Regions from separate parts of the Sus scrofa genome. Here region 1 is linked to region 2. A link is a contact called in public Hi-C data. All regions are on one chromosome and are shown on one strand. The core of a region is the stretch at or near the end of the contact, and the rest is flanking DNA. Distances in the headings are between cores, read along the strand shown.

Region 1 (4,177 bases), core at 868-3,367, 270 kb after region 2:
CACAGATGCTCAGGAAAACAGACACCCTGGAGGTTACCCTGGGGCACGGGATCCCCAGGAGGCTTCTCAGGAGAAACGGAAATAAAAGCAATTAGCAGCCTCTAGTCTTGAGTCTCCATCTACACTTAGAAAGATACAAAGCTCTTCTTGGGGTAATCTTCTGGACAAAATACGTACGTTTCGCCGTTGCCGAGCCTCCGTTCAAGTTCACCAAGAGACGGAGAAAACCCTCCTCTGACCGGAAGCCTGGCGTGGTAGCGAAACGAGACCGAGCTGCCGCTGGGTAAACGTCTCCTCCAAGGAGAGTCAGTGCGCACCCCAAATCCTGTCCTCGCCCACTTCCCGGGGCCTGAATTCGCGACTCCCTCCGGGGAAACGGACGGTCTCTGAGGATTCCAGGAGGGGTACGGGGCTTGGGAAACTGCCTCGCGCACCCCGGCCCCATCCCGCTCCTTCCGAAGCGCTTCCTCCCCCCACCACCTTCCACGCGCACACACTCCCCAGCAAAGCCGCCCCGGCCCAGCGAAAGGCGCCCCCAGCCCGCGCGCCCCGCAGCCAGAGCAGGTGCAGCCCCGCCGCGCTCCCAGCCGCGTCTACACAAACTTGTTGGCCCGCGGCTGGGGGAACCCTGCCCGCAGCCCGCGCTGGGGTCCCGGCTGGGGCACCGGGGACCGCACTCACCCCGCGATCGCAGCTGGCTGGGGCACTCGCTCTGGCGGCCACGCGCCCGCCTCCCCGGGGCGCCGAGCCCGCAGCCCCGCAGTGCTCAGAGCCCAAGCGCCCTCGGCGCCCACACGTCCCCGGGCGGCCCGCGGCGAGGAGCGGCCGGACGCGCCCTGGGCACAGGGCGCCGCCGCCTGGCTCCCTGGGCTGCGGACGTCCGGGCTGAGGTGCGGCGACGGAGCTAGCGGGCGCCAAGCGGGCGGCGGGCGGCAAGCGGCGGGTGGCGGGCGGCAGGCTAGCGGGCGCCCGGCTCTGCACATGCTCACTCGCGCGGCCCGGGGACAGCGGCCGGCCGCCGCCGGGTCCTAGAGGCGCCGGCCAGCCCGCCGCCCGCCACCCGTGGGAGGGGTCGTGGCCCACCCCCAGCCCAAATCCGCGGAACCAGCCGACCCGGGCGCGGCGACACGCATTGCTGCCGTGCAAAGACGCTGACACCTACACACACACAAACAGTCTCACACACCAGGCGAATCCATTGGCGCGCACACCAACACTCGTCTACGCAAACACACTGGGCACTACCACACACAGGAGCTCGCTGCCACACTTGCCCAAACACACAGGAACAGGCGCACATGGATACAAACACACTGAACCAGTGCTTCAGAGACACTCTGACACCCACATGCACACACACAACACACACACTGGGTTCTGTCCCAATCGTTCAGAAACAAACTGGGACACTGTGTCGGGCACACATGTACACACCACCCAGTTTGTAGCATCCTGATACCAACTCACAGAGGCAGACATACACTGGATCACTGTCCCATGCAGAGCTAGACACTGTCACCCACGTCCTTATGCATGCACACGCACACACGCATTGTCCGAGACAGTCACCCACAGAATCACTATCCCACAGGACAAATACACTGACAACATCTCCCATGCCTACACACTCAGGGCTCTGCCACCAGCTACACTGCCCCACAAGAACTATGGTGACAGACCCACACCCCGGAGTCCACTGATAGACACACTTTTGTATAGACAGTGCCCCACAGGTACACACACAGACACACACATAACACTAAGGTGGATGGGTGCTGACACAGACACACAGACATACAACCACGCTACTGGACACAATCCCCTTTTAAAATAAGCGCTGGATCCAGCCTTGAGGATTTCCCCTCCACACCCGACTCTTGCTGCCCAGAAGTCCCCAAGCCATAGTGCCACCCCTGCCCTGTCTGGTGCATTGGTGGACCCTGTCCTCACCCAGGGCTAGCTCCTGAGATGCTCACGCGGGCGGCTGAGGACCAGCAGAGGCTGCGGGAGCAGGTGGGGAAGGCATGGCTGTAACCAAGTCTTCCTGAAAGGGAGTTCCGTGCCTCCGACTCCCGCTAGGGGCAGCGCTGCTTGGCAAGGCTCAGAGGAGCCCATTTTCAACAGGTGGAGGGCGGGCGGGCAGGGAAAGGATTAGCCTGGGGACCAGTCAGAGCTCCGCTTTACGGAGGTCACCCAGAGGGGAAAGGGACTTCCTTGGGTTTGCCCAGCTAGTCGGGTCAAGTGCCCAAATCAGCAGAGTCAGCTCCTGAGGATAAGGGTTAGCAGCGCTGGAACCCTTGGCAGAACTGGGAGAGGGCACAGGCAGTGAGGGGCAATACTGGCTTCCAGAAAAGGCCCTGTACATGTCCCTTTGGGAGTGTGAATGTGTGTGTGGCTATTATTACTAACACCAATAACCCACTATACATTTTTTGCAGTGTGTTTCAATTTTCAAAGCCCTCTCCAGAACCAGCTACCTAATTTGTGGAGCCCCATGCAAAATGGGCCCTTTGTTCAAAAAGGATTAAGAATTTCAAGAGATGAGAACAGAAGACTAAATTCAGGGCAGAGTCCTTCTAAGCATGGGCCCAGTGCCCCGCACACATCTCGTGCCAGCGAAGCTAGTCCTAACTCTTTCACACCCGTGGTCTCACTTAAAACTCGTGATAGGTGGTGCGGGCCTTCACCTGCCCACTTGGCAGCTGAAGTTCCTGAGGCCGGAAGGTGGTGTGCATATTACAACAGGTAGAGCCCCCGGGAACTCAAGCTGCCTCCTCTGGGAGGAGGCCAGGCACTGTCCTGCAGCAGCCACTTGGGAGAGGAGACTCATGTTGAGGAGTGGCTGCCACCAGGGAAGGAGAGCTACCGCAAGGAAAGGTACAAAAAGGCTTTGGGGCATCTGTGCCATTTCTGTGCCCCATGTCACACTATACCTGCTTTACAAAGCCCTGCGGGGGCACACCCCAAGGCCTCTGTGTGGGAAACAGGAGCACCTGCTGAATCTGCGAGAGATGCTGACAAAGCAGATGCATTAAACAATCTAGGAAGCAGTGGAGAAGGGCTTGGGTCCTGCAGCTTGGACCACCTAGAAGGTGTCTGAATGGCCAGAAGTGTTTCAGGGTTGGGAGCAGGTCCTCCTCTGTGGCAATGGTGACAGAGAAGAGAGTGTGAGAAGTCACCTGGTCCAGGCCTGATGAAGAAGCCCACCAACCCCAGTCCCACCCTCTGCCGCTCAACACCCGTGGCCTCTTTGATAGGCATTTGCATACCATCTCTGTCCATGTCCCAGAAGCAATTAGGGGAAGATATTTTAATATCACAGGGGTTTCTATGGTGCTCCCACGAGGGAGCTGACACACGTCCAGTTATTGCTGAGTAACGTCCCTCTCCCTCCCTCTCTAGTCTGGGTCTATACTCTTGGACCAATCCCACCTCCTGTGCTCAGCTCCTGGCTCCATCGTCTTTTTTTTTTTTTTTTTTTTTTTGTCTTTTGTCTTTTGTCCTTTTAGGGCCACACCCGCAGCATATGGAGGTTCCCAGGCTAGGAGTCTAGTGGGAGCTGTTGCTTCCGGCCTATGCCACAGCCACACCAATGCAGGATCCGAGTCGCATCTATGACCAACACCACAGCTCATGGCAACACCGGATCCCCAACCCACTGAGCAAGGCCAGGGATCAAACCCGAAACCTCATGGTTCCCAGTAGGATTCATTAACCACTGAGCCATGACGGGAACTCCTCCATCTTCTCCTCTTTTTGGAGCTCAGTGATTGCATCCCAAGTATTTACGTTCCCTCCAAGCTTCACGTCACCTGCTGGCTTACACATCCATCCATCCATCCATCCATCCATCCATCCATCCATCCATCTATATATCTTTTCATTTGTTCACTGAGAAAGGCACCCATTTTGTGTTAGATTTTGCACTGAACACTGGAGACTCTGAAAAGAAGAGCCAGTCCCCTCGAGGAGTTTGCTGCATGGAGAACTTGGCAAGGAAACAGACCCAGAGGGATAACGTAGCACAGAAGAGGAGATCTGCTAGCTCAGTGAGGAGGCTACACCTTCAGGCACATCACCACTTAGTCAGAATTGCTCCTCTGTTCGCAAAGAACTAGCTGGGTAATGGCTGTCAGGAAGGCAGCTAGCTGTGTGTACCATATATGCGCATGGTGCA
Region 2 (4,546 bases), core at 142-2,641:
TGAGCAAGGGACCACCTTGACCTCCACTGTTTCTGGGGCGAGGCTGCCCCTTGCTCAGCCTCGTCCCCCATCCCTCTCCTCTCAGGGCTTTCAAGGAAAGGTTAGCTAAAGCCCCGTTCTTATTTATGGCCATCTTGCACGTGCAGAGTCGCTGCCCTAATTACAATTGCTCCATTACTTCAGGTATTCTCATTAGTGCGAGAATCTGATGAACAAAGAATCTCGCCTTTCCTCCTGCCACCAATAAAAATATCATTTGAAGATGGAGGGGAGCATTTGTCTCTCCTCGGAAGTCTCAAGGCTGGCAGCTCTCACAGAGTGTGACAGTCTCTGGAGGGCAGAAAATTTCATCGGCTTTGTTTCCTGCTGCATCCCCAGCATCTGGACTCCTCCACACACACCGCAGCTCAGAAAGAGCGGCCGAAGGAGTCCATTGCTGGATGAAACCCGCATCTCGGGGCTTAGCTGTGTGAAGACCGTCAAAAATCATCTAGCCCAACAGCTTATTTTGCAGGTGGAGAAACCTAGGGCTGGTGATGAGAAGGGACACGTCCAAGGTTACCACACCAAGTCTGTGACAGATCCAGGGCTGGGATGAAAGGTGTTGGCTTGGAGGCAGCATTTTCACCACCAGCCCACTTAACAATTTGTGACTCAGTTTGCCTCCCAGCATTTTCTTCCTGCTTCACCAGTTTTTTCCTTTACTCTTTAGTAAGTTTTCCCGTTTTTCTCTCTTCTTTTCTTTCTTTTTGGCCGCTTCTGGGGCATGCAGAAGCCAGGCCAGGGCTTGAACGTGCACCACAGCAGTGACAATGTCAGGTCCTTAACCCTGAGGCCACCAGGGAACTCCTCCCTCCTCCCTGTCTTTTAACCATCCACGCTGCATTCTTCTCCTGCATTTCTTATGAGGCTTCTGGTCTGCCTGCCTCCTGGCTGACAGGCTTAGCTGCCCTGGCCTCCAGCTCCGGCTGCCCGTAGGTGTCCCCGTGTTAGAAAGGAAGGGGACCTAGGCTGGGCTGGTGGTCCAGGGTGGGACGCGACTTCAGGCAGGCTGCCAGCTCCTTGCAGAGTTGGGAGAAAAACACCCAAGACAGAGGCAGTGGGGTCTCTGCCCAGGTGGTACCCTGGTAAGCACTGGGGAGCAGTCGGCAGTGGCCTTAGAAATAGGGAAGCAAGTCGGTAAGGGAGAGGGGAAGGAGATGGATGTGCAGAGAGGGGAAGAGAGGAAGAGGGGGAAAAGGAGGAAGAAGAGAGAATTTTGAAGATCCTGTTCCCTATGTGTGACCCCCATGTACCCTAAGAAGCCAGACCTTCTGCAAACCTGTCCAGATGTCCTAGGTAGACGCTCCCTCAGGAAGAGTTGGATGGGCTCAGCCAGCAGGCAGACACCCAGTGCACTGAGATCTCCTGCAGAATGACCCAGGCCCATATCTGAGGCACCAGCTTCCCCTCCGAGCCAGGGCAGGAAGAGCTGAGAGGCAGCTCTGTCCAACAGGAAGATCGTGCAAGTCACTGACGACCTTCCAGGAGCCACATTAAAAAAGTCAAAAAGGGGGAGTTCCTGTCATGGCACAGTGGAAACGAAGCTGACTAGTATCCATAAGGATGCGGATTCGATCCCTGGCTTCACTCACTGGGTCAGGAATCCAGCGTGGCTGTGAGCTGTGGTGTAGGTTGCAGGCACAGCTTGGATCCCACGTTGCTGTAGCTGTGGTGTAGGCTGGCAGGTGTAGCTCCGATGCGACCCCTAGGCGGGAACTTGGAAACTTCCATGTACTGTGGGTGCAGCCCTAAAAAGCAAAAAGAAAAAGAAAAAAGGAACTCAGTGGCGTTAATTTTAACCAGTCTGTCAAGAAAAAGTATCATTTTGCAATTCACGAGACACTTGGCACTCCAGTTCTCATGCTAGGTCTTTGAGATTTATTTGGTGCTTACACCTCATCCCAGTTGAGCCCAGCCGAATCCAGGTGCTCAGTCACCATATGGATTAGTGGCAGATGTATTGATGACACCAGTCTGGAGTGAACACACACCCCCTCCTGTTCTGAGCTTGGACACCATAAATTCATTTCACTCATTCTTTTTTTTTTTTTTTTTTTTTTTTTTCATTTCTAGGGCCGCTCCCACAGCATATGGAGGTTCACAGGCTAGGGGTCAAATCGGAGCTGTAGCCACCGGCCCACACCACAGCCACAGCAGTGCAGGATCTAACCTCATCTGCAACCTACACACAGCTCACGGCAACGCAGGATCCTTAACCCACTGAGCGATGCCAGGGATTGAACCCAAAACCCTATGGTTCCTAGTTGGATTCTTTAACCACTGAGCCACCACAGGAACTCCCATTTCTCTCATTCTTGAGCATCATAGAGACACAACCCAATGGTGTATTGTCCCCCATGTCCTCTCACTGCCACAGTGCAGAGCCCAGTGTGTTCTGGGAAGTCTTTGCTGGGGGGGCATTGATGCTAGTTTGGTGGGGCTGGAAAAACAGATAACAAACTCCCGAAGGCCACCATCACTATCATCCAGTTGTGATGAGGGTCGTGTGAAAGGCTGTGGGCTGCCACTTAGAGTTGTGCAGGTTGCTCATTGCACAATTCCAGCCCCCCCCCCACCTGCGTTTACCGCATGGTCATCTTGGATGTGTGCAGTTACTACAGATGCCCAGTAGATGGCAGAAAAGTGTCTTGAGGGAAGGGTAGCTTGTCCTCATGTGCACAGTTGCCTTAGCGGCTAGTGCAAGGCTGCTCTGTTTCGGCCAAGTTGGCCTGTGAACGTTAGTTTCTAGGGCAGGGCCTGAAAGGTCCCCAACCAATACTACAAATGGTATCAGTTGGCCAGACCCAGGCTGGGGGCGGGGAGGAAGCCAGGCCAGCTGGGCTTTCCTCTCCATCCTGCAGAATCTCATCCTTGAAGGGTGTGTGGCATGAGGGAGGGGGTAGCCGGGGCTGGGATTGGTGGTTAAGACAGGAGGAGGGCTGGTGGCCTCTGAGTTGACGGCCCCTGCAGACTGGCTCCTATTAGATTGTTGAAAGCTTCCCTGTCCCTGGAAGCTGAGTCTATCTCTCTGGTTCTGATCTGAGGGTTAAGGGTGAGTCTCATTTCCCAGCTGGAGGGCAGGCATCCTGCTCTTTCTCAGGGCTGCCACGTGGCCCCTGACTCTTATACAACACGTGAGCTAATTCAGGGCTTCTGCAGGTAGCCCTGTGGCACAGGGGTCTCCTCTTTTCTCTCAGATCTGTCTCTGCGCCCTGTGCTCCAGAGATGACCTGTGTGGGTATGTCAGTGGGTCCCTCTGGCTTCCAGTTGGGTTCTTCCCAACTTCGTCCCCACAGGAGAGTGAGGTCAAGGTTTTGTTTCCTCTGCCTTCTTTCCAGGGGGATTTCATGGCCTGTCTGGTTGACGGCCACACTGTTTGCAGGGCAGCCCTCTGCACCCAGCTCTCACTGTACCGATCGCCTGCGACTGCTGAAAGGAATCGCCCCGCAGGTGTATCGGTCATCTTACAGCTCTGGGAATCTGAACTCTGAAATGAGGCTCGGAGGAGTAAAATCAAGGGTCGGGCAGGGTTGTGTTCCTTCTGGGGCCTCTGGGAGAATTCCTTCCTTCCCTATTCCAGCCTCCAAGTGCCTTGGCTAGTGGCTCCTAATCACTCCAGCCCCTGCTTCTGTCATCCCAACACCCCCTCCGGTTTGCTGCCTCCCCCCTTAGAAGGCCTTCTGTGATTACACCGGGTGCACCCCAGCAATTATGGATCGTCTTCCCACCTCGAGGTCACCATTTGAGAAGTCCCTTTGTTCCTGTGTGGTTACACACTGGCGATTAATTAGAACCTGGACATCTTGGGGGGAGGCATTATCCATACTTTATTCTGGAGCCTCGTTAACCACATCCCCCTCCTTCCGAGGGTAGTGACGGCCACCCACTCTTATGGGGGGTGCTGCCCTCTTTCATATGGCTTCACAATTCCCTGCCCCCACTTTCATAAAGTCCCCTTGAAAAACTTTCCTCCAGTTACCCAAAGCGAGGGCGCAATTGGAGTCCTGCTCTACTTTGACCAATACACCTGCCCAGGTAATGTGATCTTTGCAGAAATCTTTGAAGAGGTTTTTGCACGCTCCTCCCCTCCTGCAGTGCCCATTTTATCTTTGAGGCATTTGGGGGATGCAGAGGTTATATAACTTGTCCAAGGTTACCTGGCCAGGGATTTGAACCAGAACCACTCTTTGACCCAGCACAGAGCTCTGCCTCCTGCTGTCACTGCCTCCTGCAGCTAGACTGGGATCTCTCCCTCCATTAGGCACCCACTCTCATGGTGACACTAGTGATTTTGATGCAATTCAGGTGACTGTTCCTCAGTGGTCCTCTTACCTATGACGGAGGGACATGGCTGGTATCAGTTTGGTTGTCCATTTAAATCTGACCATGACTTGTCCATTTGCCCTGATGATTCCCTGGGGTCCTTCAGAGGTCGTATTGGTGGCACCCATCCTGTTCTCTCCAGGGCCACATCAGGTCAGCATAGAGTGAAGGTTAAGAGCAA

What was found. Hi-C and Micro-C count contacts between places; a contact is called where the count stands out from the background.
Region 1: a contact with region 2 is called in a Hi-C map of liver, with 5 times the contacts expected there. The contact joins the promoter of WSCD1 here to the enhancer-like site in region 2. A contact is called at or near these places in 2 of 5 promoter capture datasets (fetal liver and fetal skeletal muscle), 5 of 47 Hi-C or Micro-C datasets (embryonic fibroblasts, fetal liver, liver and 1 more) and 1 of 2 datasets of contacts at active chromatin or transcription factors (skeletal muscle).

The regions. Positions count from the first base shown.
Region 1 is chr12:51,196,185-51,200,361 of Sscrofa11.1, forward strand. WSCD1 (WSC domain-containing protein 1) reads right to left here and starts at 2,118. Exons shown (of 9, transcript XM_005669148.3): 1 at 1,951-2,118.
Region 2 is chr12:50,923,075-50,927,620 of Sscrofa11.1, forward strand. No RefSeq gene overlaps it. Among named protein-coding and RNA genes, the nearest start is that of AIPL1, 22 kb to the left of the region's middle. Within about 2 kb of position 1,392, at least 6 of the 83 cell types and tissues checked have an H3K27ac peak or open chromatin away from gene starts, as enhancers often do. A contact at or near this core is called in liver, where this site is marked.